Linked DNA regions of Sus scrofa: regions 2 and 3 are each linked to region 1. A link is a contact called in public Hi-C and HiChIP or PLAC-seq data. All regions are on one chromosome and are shown on one strand. The core of a region is the stretch at or near the end of the contact, and the rest is flanking DNA. Distances in the headings are between cores, read along the strand shown.

What was found. A called contact is a pair of places that touch in the nucleus more often than the background predicts. HiChIP or PLAC-seq counts read pairs in DNA pulled down with a chosen protein or histone mark.
Region 2: a contact with region 1 is called in an H3K27ac HiChIP or PLAC-seq map of alveolar macrophages. The contact joins the promoter of CYP4F55 here to the promoter of CIB3 in region 1. A contact is called at or near these places in 1 of 47 Hi-C or Micro-C datasets (embryonic fibroblasts) and 1 of 2 datasets of contacts at active chromatin or transcription factors (alveolar macrophages).
Region 3: a contact with region 1 is called in a Hi-C map of epiblast stem cells, with 2.7 times the contacts expected there. The contact joins the promoter of EPHX3 here to the promoter of CIB3 in region 1. A contact is called at or near these places in 1 of 5 promoter capture datasets (fetal liver) and 1 of 47 Hi-C or Micro-C datasets (epiblast stem cells).

Annotation. Positions count from the first base shown.
Region 1 is chr2:61,384,549-61,388,125 of Sscrofa11.1, reverse strand. CIB3 (calcium and integrin-binding family member 3) reads right to left here and starts at 1,937. Exons shown (of 5, transcript XM_021083597.1): 1 at 1,752-1,937. The coding sequence starts at 1,807. AP1M1 (adaptor related protein complex 1 mu 1 subunit) reads left to right here and starts at 2,020. Exons shown (of 12, transcript NM_001243917.1): 1 at 2,020-2,192. The coding sequence starts at 2,151.
Region 2 is chr2:62,068,971-62,072,945 of Sscrofa11.1, reverse strand. It overlaps CYP4F55 (cytochrome P450, family 4, subfamily F, polypeptide 55), which reads left to right and starts at 1,994. Exons shown (of 13, transcript NM_001244636.1): 1 at 1,994-2,116; 2 at 2,407-2,605. The coding sequence starts at 2,408.
Region 3 is chr2:62,346,742-62,350,381 of Sscrofa11.1, reverse strand. It overlaps EPHX3 (epoxide hydrolase 3), which reads right to left and starts at 1,851. Exons shown (of 8, transcript XM_005652901.3): 1 at 1,300-1,851; 2 at 861-1,142; 3 at 575-660; 4 at 1-55. The coding sequence starts at 1,103.

The sequences.
Region 1 (3,577 bases), core at 688-3,187:
TGGGGTTCCATCACGGAGATTTTTCAGAGCTCCCCAAGTGACCCCACTGCACAGCAAAGTTTGAGAAGCACTGTCTACCACAGTAAATATGGTCTTTTCTGAGATGTTGCACAGGACAAATCTGGCTTATACATTAAATACAAAGGATGAAATTCAGATGTGATTCAAATTCCTCCACATGCACTGAAAAGGAAGTTACAAGTAATTTTTGTGTTGCGTGTTTATTGTGACAGTATTGGCATGTTGGAGTTTTTGTTTCCTCGAAAGACTTGTCCTCCCAGCTCCATCCTTGCCTTGATACTGCATTATACTGTATCTAAAATGCCCAGAGCAGGGACATAGTTTTTTGAGGGCATTAGTCCACTGTGGTCCCCTTTGCCTGGCAAAGCAATAGAGCTATTCTTTTTCTTTTTTCTTTTTTTTTTTGGGGGGGGGGGGAAGAATTTTTATTTACTTTTTGGCCATGCCCTTGGCATGTGGAAGTTCCCAGGCCAGGGATCAAACCCAAGCCACAGCAGTGACAATGCCAGATCCTTAACATGTTGTGCCACAAGGGAACTCCCAAAAGCTATTCTTTTCTATTTCACCCAAAACTCTGTCTCTGAGATTCACTTCTGCCTTGGTGCACAGAGGCCAAATATCAGCGTCGCTTACTTTTAAGTCAGTTAAAGAGAACTCATTTACAAGTTAATTTTTACATAAAGCAGAACCAGAGATGTCAGTGTTTCCACTTGAGTGGAAAAGCCCTTCTCCTTCCCCCCTCTTCCTTTTTTTTCCTTCAGTCTCAGGAGCTAAAATAAAGATGGTCTAGATAAGGTAAGTGCTCCTGAGAGCCATTGTAGAACATTTACATCTCACAGAGAGAAAAAAATAATAAAATGCCCAGAGCAAGTCTGAAAGGAAATCCTCCATAATGAGAGGGGTTACCGCTCCCATGTGGATTTCTTTATACTTTTTGGCATTTCCTGATTTCTTCAGTGCAATGTACAGTTTTGTAATTTAAGAAAAAAAAAGACACTTTTTTCCTAAAAACATAATTTGGGCAGAGTGAGGCTAGGTATAATCAGATTGCTTAAGAGACGGTGTCAAAAAGCTTCTCAGCTGCTTTATGCCCAGGATTCACTGGTAATCTTTAAAGGTTCTAGTTTTCTTCTCTGGATTTTCTTGCACTTACATCTCTACCTTAAGTAGAAGGTATATAACCACAAAGTTGCAAAAACTAACTCTCAAAACCCAAAATGGAGGCAGTAAGGAAGATAAAAGTAAGAGGCAGGCAGCCGGGGTAAATGGTTCTGATAGTGCAGGGCCTGGGGCCCAGGGCATTGTGATGGTTCACTGGGACAGAATGCAGCATTTCTCCAAAGGCCGAGTATTCATAAAAGCAAACAAGGTATAATTCAATTAGATGAATCAGGAGTCACAATTTGCATTACTCACAGTGACCACTACCTACAGAAATAAATCACCTTTTTGCCTAGGTTCAGTGAGGCGTGGTTTTCAGATCATTTCAGGCAATAAACTGCACGCTTGTTTACCAAATGTTAGCACTGACAGGTGACAGGAACTTACTGTTGATGAGGCTCGATTGCCATTCAGAGAGTTTGAGTTCTTTCCAAGTAACCACCACCTTATCCCTCCTTATAAAGTGTATCACAATTGGTGTCTATGTATTTGTTCCCCAGCCTTCCCCACCAAACTATGAGTTCCACATGGCTGGGCCCTCGGTGGGTTCCACCACCAGGATCTCTCACCTAGTTTGGCCCACCAAGTGGGATTTTCCAGCGACATGAGTTTTCCCAGCTGCCATTCGCCGTCCAACCAGGCAGCTAGAGAGTTGCTCTTCCGCCGTCCGCCCGGCTTGGCCCCGCCCCTCCCCGCCCCTCCCCGCCCCTCCCCTAAGAGCTTACTTCCGGGATACTTGAGGGAGGAGCGGAAAATAAGGCCTTATCGGGAATATTGCGCCTGCGCACATGGCGCCTTGCGCCTGCGCTTTGGCAGCGCGTCCACGGCCAGACCTAACGGTCCGCGCGCTACTCCCCGGGCCGGAAGTGGAGAGGAACTGTCTCGGGTGCGCCCGGCCTGGCTCACCGCCTGGCAGTCACCGCTGTCGCCGCCGCCTTCGGCCAGTGCCGAGGGTTTTTGCAGCCGCCATGTCCGCCAGTGCCGTCTACGTGCTGGACCTGAAGGGCAAGGTACTGATGGCTCCCCACCCTCGGTGTTGCCAGGCAACTGGCCGGGGCCTCGCCCCTGGGGACCCACCCTGTTGCTAGGTAGCCGGCCAATGGGAGCCTCCCTGGTCTTTGAAGCTTTGGCCTCACCTGAGGGCTCTACCCTGTTGGTAGGTAACCGAGAAGGTGTCTTCTGTCTGTGAGTCCTGCCTTGTTGCTAGGTAACGCGGTGGGCTGCGGCCGTTGCAAGGTAAACGCGTGCACGACCCCCATCCTCACCTCTGTGGGCAATGAGCTCCGGCCTCCGTGGGGGTCCCGGGGAACCCGAGGCCGCTAGGAGCGCGGGCCGCTGCCGGCATGTAAGCCAGGCCTGACGCCGCGGGGCTGGGCGACCCTTGACCGGAGGTGGTGAGGCGTGGCGGGGACACTGTGCCCTCAGGCCAGTCCCGCTCTCCGAGAGCTCGGAAGCTTCTGTTTATCCAGCGACTTTTCTGTAGCAGTCCTTGTAGGGGTTTCTTAACATTCATTGTAACATTGAGTTATAAGGGTTAGGTGAGGTGGGTGGTGGGAATGCTGTTTTACAGAGGGAGAAACTGAGGCACAGAGAGGAAATGCAACCTGCCTAAGGTCACACTGGTCAGTCACAGAGAAGTGGCAGGTCTGGGAGTGGAACCCAGAATCATTTGTTCATTCAGCTGGTATTTGGGGAATATCTACGAAGTGCTGGGCAGGGTGCTAACCTTTGGGTTGCCTTTGGAGAGCAAAATCAGAGTCTGTCCCTGTCCTTCTGGAGCTCACAATCTGATGGGCGAGAGGGACACTGATCTCAAAAAGCACAAATAAATATAAGTTGTGGAGCAGTGAGGATGTAATAGGAAAGTCCACCTCCGCTGGGGGTCAGGGAGGGCTTCCCAGGGGGAGTGACAAACCCAGCTGAGACATGATGGAGGAATTGGACATAACTAGAACCTCGGTGCTTTTCCCAGGGGTTTCAGGGAAAAGTTCTTAAAGGAGGGATTGCAAAGCTTTCAGAGGAGGCCTACTGTCTTCCCCCCAAGTCCATTCCTTCTAGAAGGCAACTGGCCTCTTTCATTGGGGAATAATAAGAAAAGACAGGACTAACAACATTAAAACAGGCCCCTCATGGATGAGTTAGTGGGTGCCAGGCCTAGGCGGAGGGAACAGGAGTAGCGCAGAAGCAGTAGGGAGTGAAGAGGTAAAGTGACTGTCCCTTGCCACCCCAGTCCCCACCCCCAGCACTTTCCCAGAGCCCCTTGAGTGGGTTGCCTGCCTTGGAGGCCACCCAAAGTCAACAGGCCCTGGGCCAGGCTTCCTTCCCCAGCCTTCTTAGAGGGCACAGGGCACACCAGGGACTGGGAGGGTGCAGTGTTCCCTGTGTCTTGGTAGCA
Region 2 (3,975 bases), core at 745-3,244, 680 kb before region 1:
TCATCTGGAGGCTCACTGACAGGTGACACTAGGCTGGGAACTCAAGTGGGGCTGCTGATCAGAGCTTTCCATGAAGTTTTCCATGGGGCTTGGGCTTCTTTACAGAATAGGGAGTGGTTCTGATGGGATGGGTTCCAAAAGCAAACGTAAATTTAAGCTGCCAGCCTACTTCAAGGCCTTAACTAGCATGGCACCACCTTGACCACATAATATTAGTTAAGCAGTCCCAGGGCCAGGCCAGATTCAAGAAGTATAAACTCCTCTTATTGGGGACAACAGTAGAATTTTTTTTTTTTGTCTTTTTGCCATTTCTTGGGCCGCTCCCGTGGCATATGGAGGTTCCCAGGCTAGGGGTCGAATCGGAGCTGTAGCCGCTGGCCTACTCCAGAGCCACAGCAACGCAGGATCCGAGCCAAGTCTGTAACCTACACCACAGCTCACGGCAACGCCGGATCGTTAACCCACTGAGCAAGGCCAGGGATCGAACCCACAACCTCATGGTTCCTAGTCGGGTTCGTTAACCACTGCGCCACGACAGGAACTCCAACAGCAGAATTTTTGCAGCCATGACTTTGCAGGTGGGGGTTAAAGCCCCAAATTCTGCGTTTCCTAGATGCTGCTGGTAATGTCAATGCCGCTGGTCTGAGGACCATATTTTGAGTGGCCATTTCTTAGAGCTCATGACTATAAAAGGCCCTTTCTTCCCTAAATAGTTAATGAGCATGCACTCTGTGCCAGGATTCACTTCTGCTTGTGCTGTCTTGTTAAATTACTTCTCTGTGTGGCTGGAGCGAGTCACTGAACCTTTCTGGACCTGTTTCCTCTTCCTTCCTTTTGCTTCTCTTCACCCCTATCTGGCTACCCCTGTTGCCTCTCACTTACCATAGCCCTGCTCCTGGCCCTTCTCTGAATGGACACCTCAGCAGGTGGATCACTTTGGCCAAGGAGGCAAAGAATCTGGGACAGGGCACACAAACTTGCTGAGGGCTTCAGGACCAGTCCCTCAAAAGCTGGATTATGTGGGCCTGGAAGGAATGGGGTAGTGGTGGCAGGAGAGGAAATTTGGGCATTTTCCAAACATTCTATTAGCTGCAGCAGGAATGTCTGTCCAAATCCTCTCACTTTGCATCTCCATCCTTCAAACTCATCCTCATCTTGGAGCCTGATCTTGGGGAGACCTCATGAGGGCTGAGATTACTTTACAGGGGAGTTTAGGACAGGATCTGGAGGTGACGAAACACATTTACAGCTGATATCCCAATTCCCAGACGGGAAGGCTGAGCCCAAAGGAGGTTGGCACAGCCTATAGTTAGAGTGAGGGCAGGGCAGAACTCCACTCAAGATCTCCCAGCTTTGCCTTCCCCTGTGTGGACCCTGTTCTCTCCTGACCCCTCTCAGCCTTACACCTCAAGCCTCCAGCTGTCCTCTTCTGACTGGGCCCTTGACCCCCTGAATCTGCTGTGGTAATCCCCAGCCAGGCTGGTTTCTCTTTTCCTACTCCCAGCAGTTTTATCCCAACCCAAGGCCTGGGTTGCTTGGAGGCAGGGCTTAAACTCCTGCCAGGCTGCGTGCCCTGGAGGCCAGAAGTTTCTTGCCTCTGGGCTTTCTGATTCTGTGCCAAGAAATGGTGCATGCTGCCCTTCTGGCCCACACGTGGTGAGAGCCACGGAGATGTTTTGGGACATGGTTTGCACCCGAAACACTCATAATTTTACCTGCTGTACCCTGGCCTTGGAAGGGCAGGGGCAGCTGTAAACACAGGGGCACAGAGTCACCTTTGTCCGCCTTCCAGCAAGCTGAGTGGGAGGTGCTGAGTCCCAAGAAGTCAGCATCTGCACCACGTGAATCTGAGCTGGTTCCTCTCTGGAGCCAGCTGCTCCAGGTTTCTAAGTCTTGGGCAGACTCCAGGTGGGAGGAGGCAGCCAGGCAAGCAGGGATTGGCTGACCCACTCAAGGCCTCCCCCCCCACCACCGCCACTCCCGACTGGCCCCATTTGGAAGTCAGGACAGGGAAGAAGACTCTCCAGGATGAGGACAGAAGAAGCTGTGTGGGACTAGTTGCTCCAGACAGAAGGTGCAGCGCTGGCGTTGGTGGGGCTGAAAGTTCTGGCCCAGGGTAGGGAGGGGCACTGCCCAAGGCAACTTTCCACTGATTCCAAGTGGGCATTTCTTCATTATCTTCTCTCTCGCCCTCTCCCTGTCTCTTTCTCTTCCTCTGGATTTTCCTGGGTCTCCTCCCCTCTCTGAGCCTCAGTCTGCTCATCTCTGAGTCCTTCCTTCCCCAGCACTCACCCCCTTGTTCCTCTCCCTGTATTTGTTTGTCTATTTGTCTCTGCCTCAGAGCTCACCCTCACTGTCCCTTTGCTGAGTCTCAGGAGCTCACTCTCCACACCATCTGCCCTACAGGATGCTGCAGCTGAGCCTGTCCTGGCTGGGACTGGGGCCTGTGTCAGCCTCCCCGTGGCTGCTCCTGCAGCTGGTCGGTGCTACCTGGCTCCTGTCCCGAATCCTGTCCTGGATCTATGACTTCTATGACAACTGCTGCCGCCTCCGGTGTTTCCCGCAACCCCCAAAACGGAACTGGTTTTGGGGTCACCAGGACCTGGTGAGTGTGGGCAACAGGATGGGTCTGGGGAATGATGGTGTGTGGACTTCCTGAGGGGTCGGGGATCAGGCTCAGGGAGGTTGGGGTCTGAGGTTGAGCTGGGGTCTAGGGCAGCAGAGAAGTAAGGGAGAGCATTTTCCTCACTTCTCCACTGGGTCGAACCCTCTCCTCTCTGTCCACTCTATGCCCCAATATTTTCATGGTTCATAGTCTTCCTCACCCAAGGCCAGTTTGGGGTTATGTTCCTGCCCGTCTTCCCTACACTGGTGCACATCTGAGGAGCTCTCAGAATGGGCTGGAGAGAGCTGGGTCCTCTAGTGACAGAATGGGCTGCAGAGAGCTGGGTCCCCTAGTGACCCCATGGTGTCCACTGCTGGTCTTGAGGCCTCCTCAGGGCCACTGTCCAGGGTCTGTCCCTGCCTGGCCCATCTCTTTTGGTTTCAGGTCAGTGTCTGCTCCTCTCTGGGCTTCTGCTTCCCAGAGGAATCAGCTATGACTTCCACCCCTCTTATGCCCCTATGGGGGTACAGCAGGAGCTGAGGAGATGTGTGGTCAGTCTCTCCTCCTCCTCCCCTTCCTCTGGCGTCTGTCTCTTCCAAACTTGTCTTCCACCCTCAGGATATATCAGTGGGCCTCTCTGCTCAACTTGGATAAAAGTGGACCCTTCCCTCTTTCAGAAGGAATCACTCGGACCTAATGGCCAAATTTCCTGGGAGGGTGGGAGGGGGCTCCTGGCCCACCTTCCTAGCCTCATCCCCAGAGCCCCTTCCTTTGTGCTGCATTAGCCTACTTTGGCCCTAATCCCAATAAGGACTTTGTCATCACTAGCAAAGGCACAATGTCCAAAACCATTGATTCCAGATTGCATTCTCTGACCACAACTTCCTTTCCTTCTAGCTTCTTTTTTTTTTTCTTCATCTCTCATCCTAGACCTTGCCAGGCTGTCCATTCCCCTGTGCACCCTAGTCCAACAGCTTCTTTTCAATCTCATTTCCTTGGGTACATCAAGTTTAGATTCTCATCCTTTGCACATGGGCTGAAGTCTCTTACCACCTGGGCTTTCCCTCATGGCTCTTTGGAAGACTTTGGCCTTGTGTGAGCTCAAACCCCGACGCCCCCATCCTCTGATCTCTCCTCTATGGTGATGCTAAGGAAGGTCACAAAACAGGACAGAGGGGTGACATGTACATCCCTACCTGCCTGTTTCCAACGGGGCTCATTCTGCTCTCTCTTTGTACACAGAGCTGTTTTCACGCATTGCCTCTATTTCTTTGCTTGCTCTCACCTGCTCCAGTGTGGTTCCCACCCCCACCATGCTCCCACCAGATTACTGTGAGCTCTAGGACTCCAAATCCCATGGACTCCATCCA
Region 3 (3,640 bases), core at 602-3,101, 960 kb before region 1:
AGCCACCACGTGGAAGTGGCTCTGGAACTCCCGGATCTGGTAGCGCCAGGAGAACCTGTCAGGCGGGCCAAGGAGGGAGGTTGAGTCAGGATCCCCAGGCTGCACCTCTCCCCTACGCCCAGCAGGGGCCCTGGGCAACCCCACCTTCCTGCCCTGGACGTCTCAGAAGGAAGGATGGGGAACCCTAGCCTGAGAGTGAGGTCAGCAGTGCCTTGGGTCCAGGACAGCTTCAACATCAACACATTTTATTTTTTGGCCTGGCCCTCAGCACAGAAGTTCCTGGGAGAGCCATTGAACCCATGCTACAGCAGTGACCACTGCAGTGACAACGGCCAGGTCTTTAACACACTGCACCACAAGATACTTTGACCAGATATTTTGTCCCATCCCTTCAGGGCCTCCTGTCCCCATTTGTTTTCGTGTAGACCTCTTTCCCTGAGGGGCCTATCCGGGCCCTATACACTTTGTGCCCCCAGTCTACCTAGCCCTTATCCGCGCCTCCTGGCTGCCCTGGTGGTCCAAGCTCCACCTCCCCCAGCCCTGTGCATTCCAGGCCTTTGGGTCTCAGACATACCAGTTCTCCGGGAAGCCATGCAGAAACAGCATGAGGGGACCATTGCCGCGTCCAGCAGAGACATAGTGCAGGTGCACGCCTGAGCTCTGGGAAAGGGCACAGTATGCGACTTGGGAAACCCCTCTTCCCTAAGAAGTGTGGGAACACTTCACTTCCCACACCCCCCAGGCATGCGCAGATCCAGATTTGGATTCAACTATTTGCCACCCCGCACGGGTCTTAGACAGCCCCGCCTCCCTGGCTCCTTGACCCTCGAAACCCCGGTGGTGCCGCCCCACGCACTCACCTTGAGAGTCAGGAAGCAGTGCTCGCCCAGCGTGGGGTCGTTTAAGCAGGCGGGTGGGGTGCGCCGGGGTCGGCCGCAGCAGCCGCGTCGGGGCCGGCACAACACATGAGTGAGAGCGATGCAGCCGTAAACTGCTGCAGCCACTAGGGCCGCGGAGAACACGAGGCTCCACATGAAGGCGCGAAGCAGCTTCAGAGTGAGGCGCGATGGCGCCAGCAGGGCCGTCACCACCAGCTCGGGCATGTCACCGCGTTCCGGCACGACTGCGTGGCCGTCTAGGGTCTGGGCAAGGGGCACTGGCTGCAGCGGCAAGGCGGGATCTGGGCTGCGGAGCCCACCGCCTTTGGTCTGGGGTCCCTCCGTGCTGTCGGGGCTTGAGGAAAGCGCGGAGAGAAGAGGCTGGCAGCTCAGACCGAAACTGTCACCGCGCACTACTCACCTAAGTGCTAGGTAAACACCTGAGCGCGACGGTGATGGGGAACAAGGAGGCTCGAGGTGCAGGGGTGGAACTGCGAGGACCAGCCCTAGGGTGGTTGGGGTGGAGTCTTGGCGAGAAGGGAAGCTTGGGGCCAGGACTGTGGGCAGGATCAGAAATGCTTGGGCGGGGCTTAGGGGGGCGGGGTCTAGTAGGCCTCCCTGTTGGGTGTGTGGGTGGGGGTCAAAAGTCGAGAGGGAGAGATAGGGTCCTGCACAAACAAGAGACAGGGGGGCACCGTGGGTGAAATGGGCGGAGCCTGAGATAAAGGGGCGGGGCAGTGCAGGGTAGGTACCGCCTACCGGCTGGAAAGGTGAACTCAACTAGGCCTACCTAGGAGCGTTGCGAGGGCTTGGGGCGTGGCTAAGGAGGGTGCGGACGAAGGTGGAACCGAAAGAAGGCGGGGCCTAACGTTGGGCCGAGAAGGTCTGAGGCTGGGCCAGGATGGCTTGGGTGCGAGGGCTGGACCAATGAGCTGGGGATCGGCCTGCATACGGGCCAATGAGACGGAGGGGCGGGGTCGGAACCTAATATGGCGGGTCAGGCGGGTCCGGAAGCGGAAGGTGTGGGACAGACGGTGCCATGACTGGGGTTGGGAGGGTGGCGTGGGGTGTCGCCACGGCCAAAGCATGCCTTGGGAGACCCTGCCGTCGCCCTCTCTGGAGCTCCCCACCCGGAAACGCGCGACCCTCCCTCCTTGCAGCACCTTCTCCAAGCCCTGGTTCCAACGGTGGTTCAGCCGCCTCGACCCCACGATAGCCTCCAGTTGGTCCAGCGGACCCGTCGGCCCGCCCCTGCACAGATGTGATTGGACAGAGGCGGTCATTGACTTACCAATCTGCGGTTGTAGACGCCGGGGCTCCGCGGGTGGCGGCAGCAGGCGGGAGACTGACTTCTAAAGGATATATGCCTGAGCGCCGAAGAACAGGGATGGTTGTCATTGGGACTCTGGCCAAAGAGGTAGCTGAGTAGGGCCAGGCGAGAAGTCTGGCAGGATACCTTCTTCCTCCTGTTTTGCAAACTTCCCCCAACATCCCGAACATTTCAAGGTCATTCATCATTTAACCCTTACAACAACCATTAGTGTAGGTAGTATTATCACCTCCCTGTATTACGGTATAGATCACGAGCCTGAAATTCATTTGCCTAAAGCCTAATAGCTGGTTCAACAGCAATCAGAACTTGAGAAAAGCAGCAGTCTTGGGCTCCACCTTTCCTTCCCCCTGGAGGCAGCCATTGGAAAGATTTTAGCTTTTTTCTGGGGGTTGGTTACCTAGCTACCTCTAAATGTGCTTATGTGGCTACTTCCTGATTTACCTATTTGGGGCATTATCCATTGACTGTATCACTGTCACCACCACTGCACAAGCATTTTCCATGTTTAGTTTTCATATTTCTTTTAAACACTTCACCTATTTTTCATCACTTCCCATTTTCCCTGACACTTAGCACTGTTAGCCTTACCTTGGTATTGTCAAGACTGCTAAACATTATACTTGTCCTAGGACCATAATTAAGCCCATGGGTCCTTACTTAAAGGGAAATAGTGGTTTACGTGGTGCTGCCTCAGTAAACAATGCATTTCAGAGCTTAATAGGTGCCTGTGATTACACTGCTCATACTGCACAAGTGTTTGCCCTGCACACTTACCACTTACCTATTTTGCATGATTAGGCTGTATTGTGGCTTTGGCTTCATTTACATTTTCATCAAATCAATGGTCCAGCCACTTGATGATGCTGTATCCTGCCTGAGTACTCTAATCTGGCTGCAAGGTCTATGGGTGTGGAACTCCCTTCTTCCTCTGCTATAGAACACTGATTCCCACATTCCCCCTACACCCCCAGCTCTACCCTTAAAGAAAAAGACAGCAGTAGTCACAGGACAGTGATTTTATATTCAGTACAAATGTTTATTTTTGCAATGAGGACTGCACAACCCCCCCCAAAAAAAACCAAACCCCCCAAAAAACAAACCCTTTAGTAAATAAGTGAAAAGTCTACGAATTTCCTTCTACAAATGTCTAAAGTGTTTAATACAAGTCTCAGATTCACTGACATAATTATTGGCCAAGCAATCCGTGCATACAGTACAGTAGGGGCTTGTACACACCTCTTACTCTTGTATAGAACTAAGATTTCTAGTACTGTGGGAGGGATTGGGAAATGGCCAGAGAAATTAAATAGTAGATCCAAGTTCTAATTACAACTCAGAGAAACACCCATCAGGGAGGTGTGGAGAGGGCCATGGCAGTTAAATCTTTAGAAGGAAGGTGCAGACAAAACCATTTCTCCAGCTGAACAGT